Regions from separate parts of the Mus musculus genome. Here all the other regions are linked to region 1. Evidence: chromatin contacts called from public ChIA-PET and HiChIP or PLAC-seq data. All regions are on one chromosome and are shown on one strand. The core of a region is the stretch at or near the end of the contact, and the rest is flanking DNA. Distances in the headings are between cores, read along the strand shown. Region 1 has its middle 50 kb from the start of Gm35813. Region 2 has its middle 73 kb from the start of Gm37004. Region 3 has its middle 13 kb from the start of Gm37004.

What was found. ChIA-PET counts read pairs in DNA pulled down with a chosen protein or histone mark. HiChIP or PLAC-seq counts read pairs in DNA pulled down with a chosen protein or histone mark.
Region 2: an RNA polymerase II ChIA-PET map of memory CD8 T cells shows a contact between it and region 1, with 8 read pairs. The contact joins two enhancer-like sites. A contact is called at or near these places in 3 of 484 Hi-C or Micro-C datasets (the HPC-7 cell line, bone marrow-derived dendritic cells and nephron progenitors) and 1 of 115 datasets of contacts at active chromatin or transcription factors (memory CD8 T cells).
Region 3: a contact with region 1 is called in a BATF HiChIP or PLAC-seq map of CD8 T cells, with 10 read pairs. The contact joins two enhancer-like sites. A contact is called at or near these places in 2 of 39 promoter capture datasets (the C10 cell line and the HPC-7 cell line), 4 of 15 datasets of contacts at CTCF or cohesin (CD8 T cells, the G1E-ER4 cell line, large pre-B cells and 1 more), 18 of 484 Hi-C or Micro-C datasets (B cells, the C2C12 cell line, CD4 T cells and 12 more) and 5 of 115 datasets of contacts at active chromatin or transcription factors (CD8 T cells, the SCID.adh cell line, bone marrow-derived macrophages and 2 more).

Annotation. Positions count from the first base shown.
Region 1 is chr2:79,179,679-79,183,647 of GRCm38.p6, reverse strand. No RefSeq gene overlaps it. Among named protein-coding and RNA genes, the nearest start is that of Gm35813, 50 kb to the left of the region's middle. Within about 2 kb of position 2,532, at least 59 of the 459 cell types and tissues checked have an H3K27ac peak or open chromatin away from gene starts, as enhancers often do. A contact at or near this core is called in CD8 T cells, the SCID.adh cell line, memory CD8 T cells and 2 more, where this site is marked.
Region 2 is chr2:79,043,567-79,047,707 of GRCm38.p6, reverse strand. No RefSeq gene overlaps it. Among named protein-coding and RNA genes, the nearest start is that of Gm37004, 73 kb to the right of the region's middle. Within about 2 kb of position 2,022, at least 4 of the 459 cell types and tissues checked have an H3K27ac peak or open chromatin away from gene starts, as enhancers often do. A contact at or near this core is called in memory CD8 T cells, where this site is marked.
Region 3 is chr2:78,957,563-78,961,858 of GRCm38.p6, reverse strand. No RefSeq gene overlaps it. Among named protein-coding and RNA genes, the nearest start is that of Gm37004, 13 kb to the left of the region's middle. Within about 2 kb of position 1,313, at least 51 of the 459 cell types and tissues checked have an H3K27ac peak or open chromatin away from gene starts, as enhancers often do. A contact at or near this core is called in CD8 T cells, the SCID.adh cell line, pro-B cells and 1 more, where this site is marked.

The sequences.
Region 1 (3,969 bases), core at 1,283-3,782:
GACCTCACTCATCCCCCTTCCCAAATATTAGAGTAACGTACAGCAAAAGAAATTGCTATTCATGAACTAGAAACATGCCCACACAGCCACATCAACTCATGTGGATGACACCCCAGGCTTGTTCCAACAAATCAAGACGGAAGCAAGGGCTGGCACGGGAGCACATATAAACACCAGTTGTCTGAAAAGCAAGTTTGCTGTCATCTTGGGACACATCATTTTTAGAAACAATGACCCATTTGGCAGCCCCACACATGTTCCCCTCACTGAGATCCTTCCAACATTCCATGGCTTACTTTATTTAGGTTTGGGATTTTCATGGATATAAATCTTTAGCAGAGCTAGTCTAGAATCCTAATGCCACTTGGTGTTACTCATTCTATTCACAGTATTCCCCTCTCGAGTCTTCTGTTACAAACTCTTGATTCCTTTCCTTGGAGTCCTTGTCTGGGCAGCTCATCTCAAATGGCAGCAGTGGAGAATGCCTAATTATTTCACTGTTGAACTTGAACAGCTGTCCTCGATGGTCTATTTAACAGTGCTAGTGCTCGGGCTGTTGAAAACAGCCTTTGTTGCATAAAGGATGTGATTTTCTCATTAGAAAACACGTTCTTTTAACCCAAGAAACATCTGAACGGTTCTGAGTTAGATCTGTGCAAACTACCAGGGTCACTCTTTGCATTTTCAATCGAATATCTATTGATTATTTCAATATTTTAAAGAATAGATAAGTACCCCCAAAATGTGGGACTTGTTCTCCTGGTCCACAAGAATCTGGTAGCATCACATTTGATTTCATCTTGAGACTTTAGATAATCCTAAGTGTACAGTAAGACTGTTCTAGAATATGTGAATTCATTAAGCTACATGTATGATTTTATAGAATATCTAAGCTTCTAATATCTCTCTCTCTCTATATATGTACATATACATATAATCTAGATCAGGTTAAAAGGGTGTCTGAAGAATTAAATACTTGTCATTTGAAAAGGAAGTACAAACTGAGTCTAAGTAGGATCATGGAAGAGTAAGGCTGCCCCAGAACAGCTCTTTGTGAGAGGGTAGGGGAGGGCAGCCATGCCTTTGGGGGAAAGGGGCCGTATGTCTAGGGAGTGCTTTGACTTCTGATTCCTAGTTTCTCCCATCTCTTTATTCTTAGGGACTTGCTTCACTGTCACTTGTCCTCTGAGTTTCTCTGACAACATGATTTCAATTGTAGGGCATTGATTCATGTCTTCTTCATCCTTGGACCTTTTACAACGAGTAGTCAAAATGATCCCTGTCCGCCCCCGGTGTTTTAATCAATAGACTGGAGAGCTTGCTTTATTTTGCATTTCATCCATGATTACCATTTTATTTCTAACTTGACAGGAAGTAAATAGTTTGTTTTATTTTTGTTTTTAGCAACGTTACAAGCGGACGTCACCGGACACACTGCTGCTCGTGGTCATATGCTTCTCTTTCCAAACACATCTCACTTATTCATACACAGTCTTTAAATACTGGCTCACCTGAAAGCATTAACAATGACAAATCCGATTAAAGTCAATCAATTATTCCTCCTAATAATTTGCAGAGATTGATGCAGGCCAGCTAAAATAAAAACACTTCAAAGTCATTCGGAACAATTTGTATGTGTGGATTATTTCTTCTGGGTGCCAAACATCTTTTAGGAAAATTCTACAATGTATTTCTTAATTTCAGAGTATAGAACAAAACCAAACCAAACCAAAAATAATGTTTGCTTAGATTTATTTGCCTATGAAGAATTAAGCTTAGTTTCTAGTATTTGTAAATAAATATTTAGGAAAACAATTATGCAAGGGTATTTTACAGCATTCATTAATATGTATTGTTGTTTGTTAATACTCTGAATATATGGCAACAGAATTCTATGTGTAAAAACAGCCTTTTGAAAATCCAGTGCATTTAAAGTTAAATGCATGGAGGATTTCCTGTAAGAGAATGAATAACACTTTTTCTCTTTAAGATGAATGAGCCAGTTTATAACTTATCAAGGGTCAACAAGGGTCAACCTTGCCAGGCCAAATGCTCTGAGAAGTCTGGAGAAAAATCCCATTACAGAATGGCTATTTGGCACAAAGGGGCTATTGATTTATAAAGCACACAATCTCCGCTTCTCTGCTTTACATTTTGAAAAATCTTCTGCAATTGTTTTATTCTAAAATAATTAAAGCAGTGAAAGTGGTTGGCACGTAGAGGAAGTGGAAAGCTTACCCGTGGACCTGGGATCACCACTGGAGAAGTTCAAGGCTACGTATCTGTGCTCAGCTGTAAATCCTTACCCTCCCCCTGGCTGTGACGAAGGGCTAGGAGCTGCTGAAGCCCTTCAGAATGCCTTTTCTATTTCTTCTTCAGAAACAAATTTCTATCCAGAATGCATAAGCCAGCAACCAAAAGATTGCATTTGTCCTTTGTAGTTAGGTAGGACAAAATGACGAAGTCCTAGCCTGTGAGAATTTGACTTCTGCCTAGCCCGTGTAAAGTCAGGGGTATGTAGCTTTTTGGTTTTTCTTCCTGAGGTTTGGGCTGCAGATGTGACGATCGAAGCTCTGGTTGCCATTTGGAACGATGATGCAAACTGGAAGATGAAACAAGAGCCACAAAAGGAGAAGCGTGTGTGGAGGGCTAATGACCATGGTGCTGTTGTGCCTTCATGCACTGCTGGACTCCAGAACCTTCACTTTCTTTGTTTGTTTGGCAGTCACTACTCTTACGGGTTTACTCTTCTGTGAACACGATCCAAGGTGCTGAGAGAGAAACTTTCATTTCTCTTTTGCTATCACTGGGAGGAGCAGAATGGCTATGAGCTTGTTTCTTTGCAACAGGAACCTTGGACAGCCTGGATCACATGTGGCAGGGCACAATATTATCTTGGAATAAAGGCTTTTTCAGTCACCATTCATGCTATTTTTATATCATTTTTAAGTTTAATTTAGTTTAACATGTGTGTGTGTGTGTGTGTGTGTGAGAGAGAGAGAGAGAGAGAGAGAGAGGAGAGAGAGACAGACAGACACAGACACACACACAGACACAGACACACACACAGACACAGACACAGACAGACACACACACACACAGACACACACACAGACACAGACACACACACAGACACAGACACACACACACATACACACAGACACAGACACAGACACAGACAGACACACACACACACACACAGACACACACACAGACACAGACACACACAGACACACACACAGACACAGACACACACAGACACAGACACAGACACAGACACACACAGACACAGACACACACAGACACAGACACAGACAGAGACACACAAACAGACACAGACAGAGACACAGACACAGACACACAAACAGACACAGACACAGACACAGACACAGACACACAAACAGACACAGACACAGACACAGACAGAGACACAGACACAGACAGAGACACAGACACAGACAGACACAGACACAGACACAGACACAGACACAGACACAGACAGAGACACAGACACAGACACAGACACAGACACAGACACAGACAGAGACACAGACACAGACACAGACACAGACACAGACACAGACACAGATACAGACACACAAACAGACACAGACACAGACACAGACACAGACACAGACACAGACAGAGACACAGACACAGACACAGACACAGACACAGACACAGACACAGACACAGACACAGACACAGACAGAGACACAGACACAGACACAGACACAGACACAGACACAGACACAGACACAGACACAGACAGAGAGACTGCATATGGTACTGTTATTGCTATTGGTATATGGATAAGACTGAGCTAGTTAGGAAGCTTAAATGGGAGAGACAGAAATTAACCTCTGGCATTAGCCTCTGCTATATCTCAATAAGGATCTAGTCATTTCCTATGCATTTTTTTCTCATTAGAATAGTAGTTTTCATTTGTTAACCATTGATACTCTTAAT
Region 2 (4,141 bases), core at 773-3,272, 140 kb after region 1:
TTAAGAAATACAGGTCACTATTGACTCTTAAGGACAAGAAAGCCAGCCTACCAAACAGGTAGCTAGAAAATTGATTTCACTTAAAGTTAAATAGGGTATTTAAAAAAACACATCCTATTTACATTTTCACAATATGTTATACTGGGTTATTCTACAGTTCAAATTGCTGGCTGATTTTTTTATATATACTAAACTTAATGCTAAGTTCCCAAAACTGGTATTTTAACTGCTCAAAGGCAGAAATTTTCTTATTTATGAACTTGGACCAAAGTTTTGATATAGATATTCTAAATCAATATGTATTATAATTAATTCTTACATTAAAATCTGGTATTTTCTCAGAGACTATACTGAAAGTAAAGTCAGCATTTATACCATAATGAAAAACAAAAATGGATGGACTTAGAATGTATGGTATTAATATATACAGTCTCAGAAAGCAAAAAAAAAAAAAGTATGTTCTTTCTTATATGTGAAATTTAGCCAATAACTGGTGTATATATGTAAACAACTGTTCATATAGCTCCAGTGCAATGTAGAAAAGGACAAGAAAGATTAAAAATTAGGGGATGTGGACTGGATACTGGTGATGGATATGTTATGAAAAAGGACAAAAAAAAATCTAGTTGTTTGCCTAGTTTTAAATCTCCTAGGTTTTTAGTTTGGGTGGCAGAAAACTGCATAAAATATATTCATCATAAAATCCAATGTATAGCCACACAGCTTCCTTTCCAAATGACTAACTGTATAATGACCACTCATTGAGGTGTGTGGACCCTGGTCTGGTTAATTTTGGAGTGTGTGTGTGTGTGTGTGTGTGTGTGTGTGTGTGTGTGTGTGTGTGTATGTGTGGTTTTATTGTTGTTGCTGATGCAGCAAGGTTTTTGAAATAAAGTTTGTAATTTTTTAATTCTAAAAGAAAAAAATTTATTTAATGCTAAAACTTCTAAAATGTACTTTCTGTTGCTCTTCCATGGAATTTTAATCTTAAAAATTCCTGAGGACTTAGTGGCCTTCTTTTTTTCGTCATATTCGCGTTTTATTTATAAAGGAATGGCCATCCACAAACAGCTATTAATACCAACGTGTATAACAGAAAATAAAGTAGAAAGAGATCAGGAGAGGATTGATTTAAGATCATTAAATAAATTGTATAAGTGTCAATATGGTCATTGCTTATAGTACTCAAGACACTGTGACTACAGTTCAGGTAAAATCCTAACACAAAAGCATTCCGTTCACAGTACAACCGTTAAAATTTATGCTGGAGCGCATACATGGAGGGCGAAGCAAATGAGCATTCTCCACTGTCAAAACCTTTGGCTCGCACAGCTTCTGGCCATCGGAACCCATTTTATGGTACAAATTCCTGCTCCGGTTGCTGCCCGCTTGATGAGAAGCCTCTCCCTTGTTCACAGGTGTCATTGTGTGCCCACCTTCGCTCTCTCCTGCTCATTGTCTGCCTGGAAAGCTTCTCTCCCGTGTCTCTCTTTTATCCAAAGTCTCATCCTTCAATACCCAACCGAAACATCTTCCCTTAAAACTTTTGTTGTCATGTTTTATTTTCGTTTTTTAAAAGCTATTTTATTTTTTTCAACTTAATCACCTTACATCTCACTCACTGCCCCACTCCCTGGCATACCCTCCCACAGTCCTTCCCTCATTTCCCTTCCTATTTTCCTCTGAGCAGGTAGGTTCCCCTCCCCCAATCCTCCTCCCACTCTGGCACTTCAAGTCTCTGCAAGGAGGCAGCCCAGATAGAAGAACATTATCTCACAGACAGGCAGCAGCTTTTGGGATAGATCCCGCTCCAGTTGTTCCAGAGGGAGGCCTAGATCCAGCCCATGTATGTTCTTTGGTTAGTGGTTCAAACTCTTAGAGCCCAAGGGTCCAGGCTAGTTGATTCTGTTGGTCTTCCTATAGAGTTTTATCCTCTTTTAGGGCCCCCAATCGTTCCTTCTATTCTCCACAAGAGTCCCCAAGCTCCATTCACTGTTTGGCTGTAGGTTTCTCTGTATCTTTCTGAGTCAGCTGCTGGGTGGAGTTTCTCAGAGGTGATTTTGAAGCATTGATTTTCTTGACTCTACTCCCTAAGAGCTCATGGGTACCACCGCACCCCCCAGTTCATGGGCTGCTAGGGATCAAATCCAGAGCGTTCATGAATGCTAAGCCTGCATTTACAGCTTCCTCTTCCACCCATGAAGCCTTTTGCTGACAAAAAACAATTTTAAAACATTACAATTAGTTTGTAATTAGTAACAAAATTGGTGACAAAAGTTAGTTGTTTGGTGTGATGCAATGTTCTGAATTATTAACACATATGACCTTGCTTGATTTTTATAATATCAGGAGCAGGTTATAACACAGAAAATGCCTAGAGTCGTTAAAAACAAAAAGTCTCATATAGCTTAAAAATAGCAGTCTAGATTCCAGCCCCTCTGTGTGAATTGAAAGTCTGTACCCGTTCTTCCTTATATAATGTTGTGCATTCTTCTCTAAACTTTTTTTCTTTTCCATTTTTTATTAGGTATTTAGCTCATTTACATTTCCAATGCTATACCAAAAGTCCCCCATAGCCACCCACCCCCACTCCCCTACCCACCCACTCCCCCTTTTTGGCCCTGGCGTTCCCCTGTACTGGGGCATATAAAGTTTGCGTGTCAAACTTTATCCACTGAATTCATTCTAATCTAGATGGTGCCATATAACTGACACATGTGTTCTTGTGATTATTACACTAGTCTAGACTCTCCCATTGGACTAGAACTATGCAGGCCTTTGTTGATCTTGGCCCCTGTCTGCTACCAACATTTAATTTACTTTTCAACAAGAGTTTAATAATCAGAAGAAAGTTAAGATTCTTAGGTTTCTATTTACTACCAACTGAGGGCACTCGTAGTTCTATGAACCCTATGGAGCTATTTTTAATTTGGTGCACTGAAAAAGAGTTCTCAAGAAGCATTTTAATTTTCACTAACTACATCTCTATTATATGAATATTTCAACTGAAAAAATAAAAATGTTTAAATATAATTCCTCCTTCTACGAACTGTATTAGCTTGTGCAGAAATGTTTCAGATATATCAAATCACATATAACACTAAGCATATGTCACAAGTTTGTCAGTAACATGTAAGCTGTGTAATGTTTACCATGTACTATTAGCATCAAAACATAATCTATTTAAAGATCTAATGTAGAGGATGATGATAATAGTAATATTGTAATGGTATTCTAGAAATTTCCTAAAAGTAAAACCCACCTATTCTTGCTATGTGTTTTCAAGCTCATATTAATGTGAGAGGATAGATATGCTAATTGACTTGAGTGCTAGGGTCATTCCACTGTGAATATATGCATAAGAGCACAGTGTACAACAAAAATAAAAATAACCCACACAGTCAGTCACGGCTTCTCAGCACTGAACTGTCATACTGGGAACTTGCAATGACCTATTCCTATGGTTTCAATCTATTATTGAAAGCATCTTCAACAGATGATCATCGTGTATCTATCCAGTGCATTCTGGAACTTGCAGATTAGCAAAGCCCATGTTGAGAAAGAACCATAGAAATCATAAACTCCTTTATTTTTCTTTATCTTTTTATCTTTCTGGGTTTGTGCGTGCTCATGCCCTTGTCCAGATCATCATGTGTGGGTGTGTGCAACACATAGGACAACCTGCGTGTCAGTTCTCACCTTCATCTTTATGCGAAATAGATTCTCTTATTCAATGCTGCCTATGCCAGGATAATGTCCTAAGAGCTTCTGGGGATTCCCCTGTCTCTGACTCCTGTCTGTTTGTAGGGATACCTCACCTGGATTCCTATAGATGCAGGAGATCGGAACTCAGGGCCTTATAGGACTTCAGGAAGCATATCACCTACTGAGCCATCTACCACAGACTTATTATTTATTTAATTTTATTTTAGGTGAACTTTTCTAAAAAATGTCAAGAAGACTAAGTCCTGGAGAAAGGTCACTTCACACACTTCTTTTCTTTGGGAGAGAACCAAAAGTATTTTCAAGTATATCTAACTTAGATCAACTCTGCCTATCATTTTTACTTTGCTCTTAATATTAATAGATAGATGCTCTCTCTTGTGTTTATTTTTCTTACCTGAATATGGACACATTAGCC
Region 3 (4,296 bases), core at 64-2,563, 220 kb after region 1:
CGACCTGACTCATTTATGAAGAGACCTCTGCTACCCTGGAGTTTTTCAACAGGCAAGGGTTAAAAGGTCAACCACGGTGTCGTTTCTGTCTTTATGAATAACAACTGTCAGAATTCAGTTATGCAGAGTAACACGCTGAAGATATCTTATCATTTTACACAGTATGACCAATGGTTCAGATGTGTGGTTTGTGTGCACATGAGACTATGTCTCCTAGCAGGGGACATCAGCGACTTTATCAGAAGCTAGGAACCAGAACATGCATTGATTCAATTCAACTTTAAAACAGAAACCAAAGACGTATGAAATCCAAAGGAAGGAAAACTGCTTTGTTCCAAATAAATACCTTTCAAGTTTACCAATATTCATTGTCCCAGTGATGAAATTAATACATCTTTGCTGCTCTAAACTTAAATTTGACTGGATGGGTAAATTCAAGCCTGAGGCTTTCATGCCATTATCAGAGGCTCTGTCAGTGAGTGCTTTAACCTAATTACATTTGATGCAGCAAATCAAGAAAACCACTGCTGGTTATGACCTCTGCCAAGAGCACTCATGAGCTAGACAAATGGAGCTTAAGATGTTATTAGTTGTTCGTTGCAAAGTTCCAGATCCTGCCCGACAGGAGGCTGCCGCCTGATGTGGGCACGGACCCTCCAGATGGCATTCTGCATTGGCTTGTGGCAAGGCTCTCGGGGACGCTGGCACATTTTCTGCGTCAAAATGAAAGTTTTCCAATTACAAGGAGATAATGTGAGGAGATGCAAACTTAATCTCTTGAACAAAAGGTTGCAAGCTGTGTAATAGCCATTTCAGGGGAGAGATTTCACTACAGTTCAATTGATTTAAACGTCGTAGATCACAAAATGGGCTATCTTTCCTAATAAAACTGAGGACGCAGCTGCAGTAGATTCTACCTCATGGAGCAGGGTGCCAATGGGCTCATCATCTTAGGGACTGCTTCTCTTAACTCCGTGTTTTGTTGAATGCAAGTCGGTGATTATTTTTGCCTTCCCTTATGTGTGAATGAATAACAAGAAACCATCTCCTTTTAGTTAGACAGCAAATGTCTTAAATGAAGCCTTCCAGGTGTAACAGTTTAACAATGTTACTACATAGCAGATCATAGAGTTTCACCAGGGCATATTAAGTGGTAAGAAAGCCTTATTACTATCCAAACCTTTCAGATAGTTTAGCTAAAATGTTAATCTTTCTTTTTTTCTTTTTTACTAAGTCAGGCAACCCTGATGCAAATGGGGTGATATGCCTCAACACTGGTCCCCAAAGAAATGACTCATAGAAGCTTTTAAGCGGGAACTTGCTTGCAAGAGCGCCTCTCAGGAAAACACATGCACTTGACAATTGACAGGAACATGCTGTCGCAGAGCAAGAAAGAATCATATAGCCATCCCCACAAACCACATAGAGACACCGCCAAACAGGAGAAGGAATCCACACCCTGTCTGCACAGAACATTTGCAGAGTGGGGTGTGGAGCGTGGGGGAGAGGGGCTGAGCACACAGCCTTGCATTTAGCTGGTTTTCAAGAGTTTAAAATGCTAAGCTTAGCATGTAGCTCTATAAGCAAATGCCCTTCAATGTCACAGGATTCTTTTCTTCTGTGATTTAAGAAGAATTTACTGATACAAACATTCACAGCCCAGATTTCCATGCATTCCCCACAGAGAAAACATATACTTCCCAAAATCAAAAATTATGCAGTGCACGCATAGAAAAGTACTTTTGTCACAAATTCCAAGATATTAAAAATACATTTTATACATTGAGATGATGATGGATGATACAGGTTTGTATGAATCTCTGAACTGCAGTGGATCGGGCTAACCAGAGTAAGTAGCTGCCTTTTGTCATTGTAGGAGATCGCTAGGGAACTACTATTTCTTCATAAAATTCAGTCAACTAAATAAAGCAAGATTATAAATTCTAAGTGGTCTCAACTGCAACATCGTAGGTTCTGTAAATCAGTCAAGAATATAAGCAAGCACTTAAAATCACTCAGGAAACCTAACAGATGCCTACTGAAGAGTTAATCCGTGCAAGCAATGAGCATTCTAAAAACAGTCTCACCATCAACATAAAGTGGTCCACGGCAGCTGCTATAAAAGCCCAACATCAGTGTTATGTTGGCTCAACTACTAAGCAGCGACCACAGTGATGTCCCTTAGGAGGCATTTGAGGGCCCAAGTGTACAGCAATTTAAAAACTAAGCAGGAAATCAAAACTAATACCTAGTCTGTTTACAAAATATTTCTCCCTGTGTGCTTGTACCACCATCTAGTGGTTACATAGCTCTCAACCTGATCATTAATAGGAAAGTAATCTGGAAGAAGAGGAAAGGAAAGAAGAAAGAGGGATAGAAAAAAGAAAACAGGAGAAAAATGAAAAAGAAAACAGGGAGAGAAAAGAAGAATATAAAAAACAAAACTACATATACATATAATTTCCAGATCATAAAAAAGGAAATGCAGAAAACCCATGGCTAATACCAGTTAAAATGAAGATGTTATTTTGAATCATTTGCATGGTGTATTTCTATAGATATGATAATTTTACAATCGACATAACAAATGTCTGGATTTTAAAATACAGCTGAATTTGTAAGGACTTATCTCACAACTTAGAACCTGCAGGAATGTTTGCCTGTGTGTCTACAGATATGAACACAAGATCATATGGTTGTTTGAATACCGTCATTGTTGGTAAGTAGAGCTCTTTACATAAAGCATGGTATATTCATAGAGTAAGGCACCAAGCTGGCCTTTATGGTTAATACAGAACCATCTCTGTTAGTTATTGGAGGAAAAGCAGTTACATGGAATGATGTGTTTTCCAGTTTATCACTTCTATAGATCATATATAATGTACATGTGTACCATGACAGGAAAGACCCAGGGGTCTAAATGAGTTGGAAGGCAAAGATGAAAAGAGATACACTATAGCTTAAATTATATGAATGCATTAGGTATTCAAGACTAAATGTATTTTAAATCTAGAATATCTGCATGATTAAAAGAAATCGCCACCTGTGGCAGTTTTAAGACAATAAAATCTCACTGGCAGTTTTCCATAGGAAGAAGCATATGGAATATTTTTATATAAGTGTACATTTATTATAAAATGACAAAGATTGAAGCTTCACTTTTTCCAGAGAAACAGAAATTCAGGGGTCTGGAAACATGGCTGAACAGTTAAGAGCACTTGCTGTTCTTGCAGAGGATCTGATTCAGTTCCCAGCACATACATAGCAAGCAGCTCACAGACATGAGTAAGTACAGTTCCAGGAGATCTAACACCCAACTCTGGCCTCTACAGGTACCAGGCATGCACGTGGTGCACAGACACACATGTAGGCAAAACTCTCATACACATAAAATAAAACAAATAACTTTTTAAAAGAAGACATTCAGTAATCCAAAGGAGCAAGGTTATCTGTAAATGCCATAGAACCAGGTGATGAAAAATTGAAACTATGTTACCCCCAGTCTTGATGTGGAGAGCCTGGCCGAGGCACATTTGTGTGAGGAGATTCAAGGTGTTAGGACTTCAGTTCCTGGCTACAATGATTAGGACCGGGAAGGGAGGGCACTGGGACAGCAACAGCTAGCAAGCCAGTGACTAAAGGTAGGATTGGGCTCCATGAATTAAAAACAATAAAAAGAGACCATGGCATGAGGAGGAAGACCTTTTTGGGGGTAGAAAGATACGGGGAAGATTAAAGGAGGACATGGGGTGGAAATGCTCAAACTATACTGTGAAAAGGGACTAGAAAGATGGCCCAGGTGTTAAGAGCATTGGCTGCTTTTGCAGAACCTGATTTCAGTTCCTAGAACCCACATGGCAGCTAATACCATGGATCAAGCAAGTTACAAGGGATTCAACACTATTTATTTTAACCTCAAACATAAAAAGGGTTCTTGTGGTGCACATACATACAGGCAAAACACTAACCTCAGACACATAAAATAAATATATACAAAATAATAATGATAATAAGCAGAAAGGGTGGGATCGGTTATGAGACAGAAGCAGCAGAGATTTGTAGAAGGAGGTGTTCAACGGTTGGTTCAAGGATGCGATCAACATGGGTGTGGTTTGCCTTTCACAAAGGACTTTAGGTCAGATCTTCTAAAGGCCTGTGTGTGCTTCCATAGCCACAGCGAACTAAAGACACTGGCAAGAGGAGAGCCATGGAAGACCTCCGTGTGTTTTTCATTCATGAAGTAGAAATGCTTAATTGTATATACTATCCTTTCTTTATGGTCCAGGCACTCCTGTC